Linked DNA regions of Cricetulus griseus: region 2 is linked to region 1. The links are chromatin contacts, called in public Hi-C maps. All regions are on one chromosome and are shown on one strand. The core of a region is the stretch at or near the end of the contact, and the rest is flanking DNA. Distances in the headings are between cores, read along the strand shown.

The links. A called contact is a pair of places that touch in the nucleus more often than the background predicts.
Region 2: a Hi-C map of the CHO-K1 cell line shows a contact between it and region 1, with 3 times the contacts expected there. The contact joins the promoter of Gtdc1 here to the promoter of Zeb2 in region 1. A contact is called at or near these places in 2 of 8 Hi-C or Micro-C datasets (the CHL-YN cell line and the CHO-K1 cell line).

The regions. Positions count from the first base shown.
Region 1 is chr6:128,957,863-128,962,791 of CriGri-PICRH-1.0, forward strand. Zeb2 (zinc finger E-box-binding homeobox 2) reads left to right here and starts at 1,962. Exons shown (of 9, transcript XM_035446813.1): 1 at 1,962-1,977; 2 at 2,165-2,306. The coding sequence starts at 2,234.
Region 2 is chr6:129,131,197-129,136,145 of CriGri-PICRH-1.0, forward strand. Gtdc1 (glycosyltransferase-like domain-containing protein 1) reads left to right here and starts at 3,173. Exons shown (of 11, transcript XM_035446166.1): 1 at 3,173-3,310.

The DNA of each region.
Region 1 (4,929 bases), core at 712-3,211:
AATAATTATAAAACTTATTCGAGATAGACCTACTGAATTCCGGGAGTAAGTCTTTCTCCTAGACATGGCAGCCTAACCTTTCCCACCGGAGAAGGCTGTTTCCTAAGCAGAAACTTGGCTGTTTTTGTCTGCTTAGCGAGTTTCATTTCTTTATTTCATTGTGTGTGTGTGTGTGTGTGTGTGTGTGTGTGTGTGTGTGTGTGTGTGTGAAGTAGCACCTCACTTCTGTGATTATAAATAAAGAAGTGAAAGTCCTCTTGGAACTTGAGTCGTTTACCAAAGTGGGGGGGGGGTCACTACAGCTGGGAAGAAAACTGCTGTCAGGGTATCAGGGTTAAAATTAAGGTAACTTTTGAAATTTTATTTTAAATGACCAAGTAATACACACATAGATTCCCCCCCCCCCTCTCTCTCTCTCTCTCTCTCTCTCTCTCTCACACACACACACACACACACACACACACACACACACACACACACACACACTGACATTATTCCAGACTTTGGGACTGAAAAGTTAAAGAGGAGAGTACGTGATTCACAGCAGCAGTGGTGAGCCCGGCTAACAGAAATGTGTTTATTTCCCACCTACTTACATGTTTTACATGCTACCCCTATAATGATGAGGGCAAGATTACTTACTCCAGAGTTAGGAATAACATCCACAGATAAAGTTTACAGCATAAATGTCATGTCTTTCCCTCACACACATACTGGCTCATAAAACTAGCAACTTACTTTATTAAATATATATTTGATATGCCATGGTGTGTGAGTCTCAGCAGAAATACAGACAAGACAGCTGTTTCATCCCAGAGGCTTGTGTGACCATTTCTTTATTTCAGGGTTTTCCCCCTCAACAATTTCAAATTAATAAGACAGACAAGAAATGATTTTTAATGTGTCAAGCTTGAAAGTCTACTGTATGCCTGGGTATATTTAAAGTGCTTTCTTCAACACCCACTTCCCCTTCTCTCTGCCCCCCTTCACCCCGCTCAGCAAATGTGCGGAAACTGATACTCACTTTCCAGGTTTTCCGCAAAGCTTGTAGCACGGGAGACAATAGGTGCAGGGTGTAGGGAACTGGGCGTGCTGGGCGGCGGAGAAAGGGTTAATGGCCCTTGTGTTACAGTTTGCATCTGTTACATCTTTTATAGCCCTCTGTTTAAACTAATCCTCGAAGCACAGCATCTTCCCACCCCGCGGAGTTTCAGGGTTCTCCTCTTCTCCGGCCTGCCTCCGAGGTTCCCCTTCTCCAAGTTTTGACAGTTTCAGCTGGGAGGAAAAAAAAAATGCAGCGCCTCCCTCGATTTTTAGGTACAAAAGTTTCGAAGCCAAAAAGGATACGATCATTTAGAACAACTTAAAAGTGTTGCCATAGTGGCTACGGACTTTCTCTTTCCTTTCTTGAGAGAGAGAGAAAAAAAATCTACTGAAAGAATTTAAGGAAATCAGTGTGGGGGAACATGTGAGGGGGGGCGACTTAAGTAAATATTGTCCAAGTGGTGGGGTTGGGGGAGGAACAATGTCCAGAGAGCCTTATAATTATATTTCTTTTACCGGGTAAAATGGGAAATCTTAATTTGGGGGCGGAGGGTGTAGGGGGAAAGAGACAGTGCCTCGATAACTCCTAAGGGGAGGGGAGGGGTCGCGGGGCGAGTGGGCTTCCTGTAATTACTATTATCAATTTACCCGAGTGTGCTTCATCCAAGGGCTGTTTTGCGTTGTTTGTTACTTTTTTTCCCTCTTGGGAATGGGGGGTCGGAGGAGGGATGAGAAAAGATGAGAGCGAAAGACCCCCTCCCCAAGTTCCCGAGCCCGGCTGAGGACTTTTCGGAGGAAGGGGTCCGCCTAGCCTTGAGTCAAGCAGTCTTACTGTACCGCTGTGTGCATTCCCTCATACGGTCAGGAGTTATGACTCATTTTGAAGATGTAATTCTTGTCTCTGATCCCCTCGCGAGTGCAACACACCAAACAGTAACAACACAAAGCGCCTCGGGGCCAAGGCTGGGGTGGGGGGCGGGGAGGGGGGCCGAAGTTTCACTTTGGCGCTGGGGGCGCGGATGGGTGCTCACCCGGGCCCTGGCCCGGCTCCCCTGGGCGGCCCGCGCGCGTTTCAATGGGCGCGGGCGATGCCCACATTGTCGCTGTGTTTGGTTGCTAGATCGAGCCTGCGTGCTGCCGAAGCAGGGCGCCGAGTCCATGCGAACTGCCATCTGATCCGCTCTTATCAATGAAGCAGCCGATCATGGCGGATGGCCCCCGGTGCAAGAGGCGCAAACAAGCCAATCCCAGGAGGAAAAACGGTAAGAAGAGGCCCGAACCAAACTTTTCCGGGCCACTCCGCGGCCGGAGACCAGGGGGAAGGGGGGGAGAGGGAGAAGGAAGCCGGCGCCGGCGCCTGGGGCTCGCGGGCGAACCTCCCTCGGCGGCCAGCACCGGAGCCCCACGCGCGGCCGCTGCACCGGGGCGGGGGGGGGGGAGTTGAGCAAGTGAGGGGCCAAGTGAGCGCCGGGCGACGGGGGGGTTGTTCCGAGTGCTGCCGACTGGACCTGCGCTCCACACCGCGGCCCGGCACCCCCGGCACCTCCGCCTGCTCGGTTCCCCGGCCCGCAGGTCCCCGGCCCCGCGGCAGAAGCGGCCGGCGAGGACAGGGCGGGGGCTCCGGCGCCCGGGAGCGCTGGACTAAGGGGCGCGGGCGAGGGTGGCAGAAAGGCGGCGAGGGCGAGGGAGGGGACCGGAGACTGCGCCTCCACCAGCCTCAAAGTTTCTTGCTGGAGTCGCCGGGCCGCCTCTATGTGCGCCAAGTAACGGTCCGCGGGCAGCGGGCCCTGGCCGGACGCGGGGACTCAAGGGTAGGAGGGACGGGCCGGGAGCTGCGGACTGGGGACCCGGCTCCTATGCAGCAGGCTCAGGCCCCGCTCCGGGCCAGAGAGTAGGGCGAAGGGAGACTTTTCCCAGCAATTGCTCCACCGCCAAAAGGATCCCCGGAGGAGCCCGTTATCCGGGCTGAGTCAGGAAGGAGGAAAGAGATGGGGGTACGAGGAGACACGCAGACCAGAGGTGGCAGATTAAAGGGGTGTGTATGTGAGAGTTTAGGTCCATTTTGGAGTGAGACTGGAAGTGTGTGTGTGTGTGTGTGTGTGAGAGAGAGAGAGAGAGAGAGAGAGAGAGAGAGAGAGAGAGAGAGAGAGAGAGAGAGAGAGAGAGAGAGAGAGACCCCCTAGGTATTACCCCCAAACAAAATCGTGGGAATAAAAGAGAAAAGTGATTGGCAAGTGCGCGGAAGGAGCTTGGGGGAGGGGAGAGAGTTGGGGGACGACAGAGGGTGCAGGGGGTGGGTGCTGACGGAAGATACTGAGTTTTAAAAGAAAAAATGAAAAGAAACGGGGGGGGGCATCCCCTCAAAACAAACAAGCGATCCAGCGGCGCCAGCCCAGAATCGGAAAGGAAACTTCACTCTCCTTTCGCTCTCAGCCGGCTCACCGGGAGCGGGCGGTGTAGACGCTCCGAGCTGTGCACAAGGGTCATAGCACACGACCGGGTTCTCGCTCCCCCAGCCCGCCCCTGGCGGGTACTACCTGGGCCCACTTGGAACAACTTTCCTCTAGAGAGGACAATTGTGCGCTCCCCTAGCCTGCCTCAATGCTGCACCGCGTGCAGAGGGTTGGCGGGGGTGGTGGTGGGGGGTGCAGTGTGGGAGTTCGGGGTGCTGGTGGGAGTAAAACACAAAGGCTAAAGGATTCTGGTTAGAGACAAATAATCTCCCTCTCTCACCTCTCCGTGTGTGTGTGTGTGTGTGTGTGTGTGTGTGTGTGTGTGTGTCCTTTGCTTGTTGTGGTGGAGGTGGAGAACCATATGGGGGAGTGATAGAAGAATTTTAGTCAAAAACTGTTCGTTATGTTACCCTGCCTTTCCTCTTTGTGCTGTCTTTGATCTGTTTGCTTGGCTTAGTATTACAAAAAAACAAGGACAATAATATATTCCAAGATGGTCCCCAAGATTCGGTTCAGGCAGCCTCTTTTTAAGTATGTGCATGTGTCTCTCTTTTAATTTAATTTTTTCTTCATTGCTGCCTGGCATTATTTAAGGTGGTCCTTACACAGGAGACCTCCCCTTCTCCATCTCTGGGTAATTTAGTAGACACTAAAATTACATCCAATGTTCCCCTCTCCTCTCTCGTGTTTCCTCTGTTCCCTTTATTAAATGTTAGTTATTGATTTTCTAAAATCAATGTCTGTTGTGGGGCTTCCCCCCTTACAAGTATCTGGAGCACGTTGCTGATCATCTGGATAACAAAAGCTTTGTATCATGAGCCCCCCCCCCATGTTAAACTGTTATTTTTGAGAGAAAGGAGAATGAGATTTAAAGCGAGGCTACCAGAAGTATTCTTTTGCAGTGAAGACTATTTGAAGTGTTTGTTTCTTCTTGTTCTTCCTCCTTTCACTCCCTTCATGATTTTGCTGTGAAATACCAACTTGGCTCCAGCAGTGAGGTCAGGCCACAGCCCAGTTTGGGGATAGGGAGCGATCCAGGCTCCCTGGGAACTCTGGTGGCACAGGCTATTAGGGCCTCACAGGTAACACAGTGTACCAGGGAGGGATGCAGTCAGGGACACCAATCATTTCCCCTATGAACAGCCATTAATTTGGGACAAGCTTCCACACTCTGAGGTGGATAAAGTTGAACTGTGATTTTCACGCATTTGTCCCAGACCCTAAACACTCATCAGCAAGGCTGTCTATTGCCCACAGATTCTCTGACTTAGAATGTTACCTGTCTCTTTTTCCAAAGAGTCTATGAGAAAACGTGCTGTAAACTGGGGACTTGTCATCATTCTCTTTGGGTTTAATCTGACTTACAGTGTCCAGGTCTTGGGAAGCAGGTAGGAAGGCCACCCCCATGACTCTTTCATTTTCTTTCTCATCA
Region 2 (4,949 bases), core at 1,923-4,422, 170 kb after region 1:
GTGTCCATAAATATAATAGCTTTAAAGATAAATAAAACACATGCATGCTTTGTACATTTTGAGTCGTACTGGTTATTTCAGGCAGCATTCATTGCCTCCATTTCACTTCTGGCTCTTCAGAGACATTTCTCTTTGACGTCACACATGACATCTTTGTTGTTAACCAGATTGGCCTTTCTTAGTGCTTATCTCTTTGACCTTTCTGTTGCATGTGATGCTATAGATTTTCTCTGACTAACATCACCTAGCCACTATTTAGTCTTGGCATTTCCATGTTCTTTGCTAACCTTGCTAGCAACCTTGTCTACTTATCTCCTGCCTGTATTATCATGCAGGCTTGCATCTGCTTTTCTAGGTTCCCATCTCTCCTTCAAATTCAGAATGCCAGAGGGACTAATCTCCCAAAGTCCTTACTTTAACTTGACCTTAAAAGCGCTTCTATTTGTAAGGCTTTATTATCTCACTTGCTTCATTCCTTCACTCTTTTCCTAGTTTCTTACACTCTAGATGTCCTTGGCTTTTCATACAGTCTTCAACACAGGACACATGACTTCTTTCGGGTCTCAGTGAGATCAGGGACTGTTTGTTTTATTGCTTTGTCTTTGGTATCTAAAACACTGTGCAAAGTTCACCATAATTTGTTGAATGATGACTCTAAAGGCCATAATCATTCCCAGTCCATTTGGCTATATCATGAACAATTTCTATATTACTTCATTTTGCTGTGCACAATGTTGCTTTCCCTGTCCACATATTATATTTCCTATGTTAGGTGTATTGACCTCTTTTTCCCCACCTAGATCATAAGCTACTGAAAGGTAGAGGCATTTCTATATTCTTCTTGCCTAGCAACATTTTGTGTATATTTAATAACCACTTATTAAATACTTCACCATAAAGAACATTTGCATCAATATGACTGAAATAGAAATAAAAATAAGTCGACCATAAAAATATCAGAGTAGAAAAAAAAAAAAAGCCGGGCGTTGGTGGCACACGCCTTTAATCCCATCACTCGGGAGGCAGAGGCAGGCGGATCTCTGTGAGTTTGAGGCCAGCCTGGTCTCCAGAGCCAGGATAGACTCCAAAGCTTTTGTCTTCTTCTGTCTGAAAAAACAACAAAAAAAAAAAACAAACAAAACAAAAAATTTATTAGGATAGGGTTCATGATCAGGACCTCGGTTAAGAGCTCTTTATCTTCTAATTCTATTTATCTTCTAATTCTATTTGAATATCAAACTACAGTTTTGTGGAATAAGAATATGATGTAGAGGATCTCCCTTGGCAAGATATCTTACTTCCTTATCCAGCAGTTTGCAAGCTGTTCCTATGAGCATTAAGGACCTGGGGCATATATGACTTTTACTGACTCTTGCCACAGTCATAACATCATCTGAGACTTCCATACTTTTCATTGTTTCCTATGTATACTCACCAAACCCAAGTCTTTCTAAGTGGCATTGATGTCCAATATACCTAACAAAGTTTTGGCCTTCTGATTGTTTTCACCTCTTTCTCCACCCTCCTTTCTTCCCTGGCCAGTCCATCCACAATGATTTCCTCCTAAACTCTGTGTCAGGTTGAAATCTAGGTCCTCTACCAATGGTTCTATTCTGCATTTGGGTAATCCTAGATTGCTCTTGATTTTCTGATTTCCCTGATTGACCTTTCCCTTATTCTTGGCATGCCTGTTTTCTTCTTAGAGCTTTCATTTTGCTTTACTTCTCTCTTATACACAATGCTCTAAATGATAGATCTCCTTTATGTTGTTGTGGCCTTTAAGAAGTCTTTTCTTAATTTATGTGCACCATTTTCCCACTTAACATTTGGAAATTACTGTTGAGTCCTTGATTATTAGTGTTGAATTATCATTTCATGCCTCATATTTTACCTCACCAATAATGTTGTAATTTTCTTGACAATAGAGATTTCATAACTCTTTTAATCAGGCACAGCCTTTGGCACCTCTGAGGATGAATGTGTTCAGTTGGATCAGAGTTCCAGAGCCAGGGCCAGAAGTGACTGAGATCATGCAGATGATCCCCGACCGAGAGATGCAGGTTACATAACAGAAATCCTTGAACATATTGGAGTGAAATGGCTTCTGACATCAATACCTAAGCTCAAATCCACAGATCATGTATACTGAGGCAGAGCTGAGATGTCAAAGAATTCTGATGTTGAATAGCTTTATGTTTGTAGTTCTAAATGCTATGCAGGCAAGTATTCAAGACAGGTCTGAGTATGAATCCGAACTTTGTTTCAATTGAGCTGGGTACATTGGTTAGGTAACTTACCCTCTCTGGACTTCAGATCTTAATCAGCAAAATGAAAAAAAATTAGACTTCAGGTGGTCTTAAGGACTAGATGATTCATTTATAAAATTGTATGATTCTTCTTCCAGATTGATGAATTGGTAGCCCCTAGGCTTTGGGGTTTTCTCAATATTTTATTCTGTGGAATAGGATTTACAGGATTCATTTGCAGTTAGAAATTCTCATTTTCAGCTTTTAACATTTACTGTTTTCTGTTTTCCAATTTGTGTAAAAGTAGATGGACAGATGGTTTATTAGATTTTTTAAATGCTTGTAATAATGTTGTTCAAGTCAACAATGGTTTTAAGCATTGGAGGTCCACATAGAGTGTAGGCTTTGTTTAGAGTAGAAGATGGTTTTCACTGTTCAATTTAAGAATAATAATGTTTACTCACATAACTTAAAGCAACTCTTGGATGCAACTCCAAAGGCCTAATCAGTTTCTTTTATTTTAAGCATGCTTAATGACACTACAGTCTGTTCCAAGTTTAGTTTTAAAACTGACATTACCAGATAAAAGCATATACCTACCATTGCATGTTTTGCCTTTGCTTGAATTATTGAATTCACAACATGATCCCAAATACGACATCATTAATCATAGAAATGTAAAGGAGACATATTCCTCATTTTATAGAGTATTTTTTTTGTGTTCTTTCTGACTTCTAGTGGGGCCACGAATGTTAATATTAATAATCAAGCTGCATCTTAAGTATGTGTAGTACCAACAATCAAAGGGCTGCATAAAACTTAAGTAGAGGAAAAGCCAGCATTGGCTAGCAGAGATCCTCCAAGAGTCCCGAGGGAGGGAAAGCAGGGTTCGCTGACCAATACAAGCAGGAGGGTGTGCACTGGCTCTGGCGGGTCCCTGAGGCTCCGGCCCACCCGGAAGGACTACAGGTGAGGGCTCAAAACCCGAGAAGGCAGCCCGGTGAGCCTACAGACCTCTCAGTAGGAAAAGAAGGACGCAGCGCGAGCGGAGGCGGCGACAAGAGGTGTGAGAGGATATGGAAAAGTTGAAAGGGCGGCGGGGGCGCTGGCGTGACTGGAAAGCGTGCGAGGGGCCGGCGGGCGGAGAGCAGGTGTGGCGAGCCGCGGCGGTGGAGAGTTCGCTCGCACCGGGCGGCCCCTGAGTCAGGGACTCCGCGTGGAGCTGGCAACCCGGGGGCGGAGCCTCAGGGCTGTGGGCGGGGCGAGGGTGGGGCGAGCGCCTGACGCGTCCCAAGGCCGCTGCGGCCGCGGGGGAGGGGCTCGGCGTCAGCGCGTCGCCAGCTGGGCTGCCGGTGGCCTGGAGGGAGCCGAGGAGGAGGAGGAGGAGGAGGTGAGTCGCCTTGGCTGAGAGCTGTGCTGGCCGCGGGAGGCGGGGAGCGCGGCCCCTCCCTCCGGCGCCCGCCTCGCGGGGCCGCGCGGCTCCTAGTTCCCAGTGGGGCGGCGGCCGCGAGGAGCGGGGGTGAGGAGGGCGGAGCCGGGGCCGCGCTTCCCGGGCGCACGCGCGCCTTCCTGCTCTGCGGGGCTGTGGGGTGGCCCCAAGCGATACTTCGAGAGCGCAGAGGCTGGGACTGGCCCAGGCCCTGCTGACCCCAGGCCGCCCTGTCTCGTACTGTTTGGCCCTCCCTGGCCTGCGCTTTCCTGGTCGGGATCCCGGGGTCCCCAACCTCGGGCCGCGGGCACCCCACGGCTCGCGTCCCCCCAACTCGAGGATCCCGCCTAGGCTTGACGTTATCGTCACGTCCCGCCAGTCCCAGCGTTCTTTCGCGAGGAAGGGCTCTCGGAGTGAATAAGTCTTTACAACTCATCGAACAACAGCAAAGTTGCAATAATACATTAATTTAACCCTTGGTCTCTCGGTAGGCAGAGTCCGCACCCCCACTCCCACCCACTCCGCGGTGCAACTTTTATAGTCTTCTCAGAACTATGCAGCATTAGATAAGCCATGAGATAAGGATTCTTAAGTTAATACCTCAGAGGCCCTGTGATGGGAAGCTCAGCGAGAAGGGGTTATGTTTTTTTTTTTTTTTTTTCTTCCACCTGTATCACAGTGTGGAAATGGAAAAGGTGAGTTGAAGGTGATTTTTCCACACGCGGTGCATTGCAGCCCTCATCCCTCCTGTGCCCCAGCTCGCCTGACATAGTTGGTACTACCCTTAAGTTGATTTTGAAGCTTATTATAATGGTCAGCTAAAGGAACTGTTGGGGGAGGGGGCGAGGGGGCTAGGGGACAAGGGGAAGGGCGGTATACTCAATATTGGGTTCTGTTAACCTGTTTATAACCTTAAGCTTTAACCATGACATGAATTTCATGTTGGAACCCACATACCAAGTGTGATATTGAATGTTAATTAGTGCATTCCAGGTCTTGATGTGGAATAGATTCTTCTGAGCTTCAGCTGAGAACTGTTGTCCTTAGGGCCTTGTTCTGTGTTTAATGACACAGTTTAATATTAGGGTTGGAGGAAGACATTTTGAATCTTGATACTTCCACAAACTTGAAAACCATTAGTAGGTCATACCCGAAACTAATAATAATACACTTTATCGCACCAAGCTTTCTTCACTCTTGTTCTGAAATCATATTGACATTTTTACCTTATAATTACAAAACAACAGGATTTTCCATTTGTGGCAGTATAATCC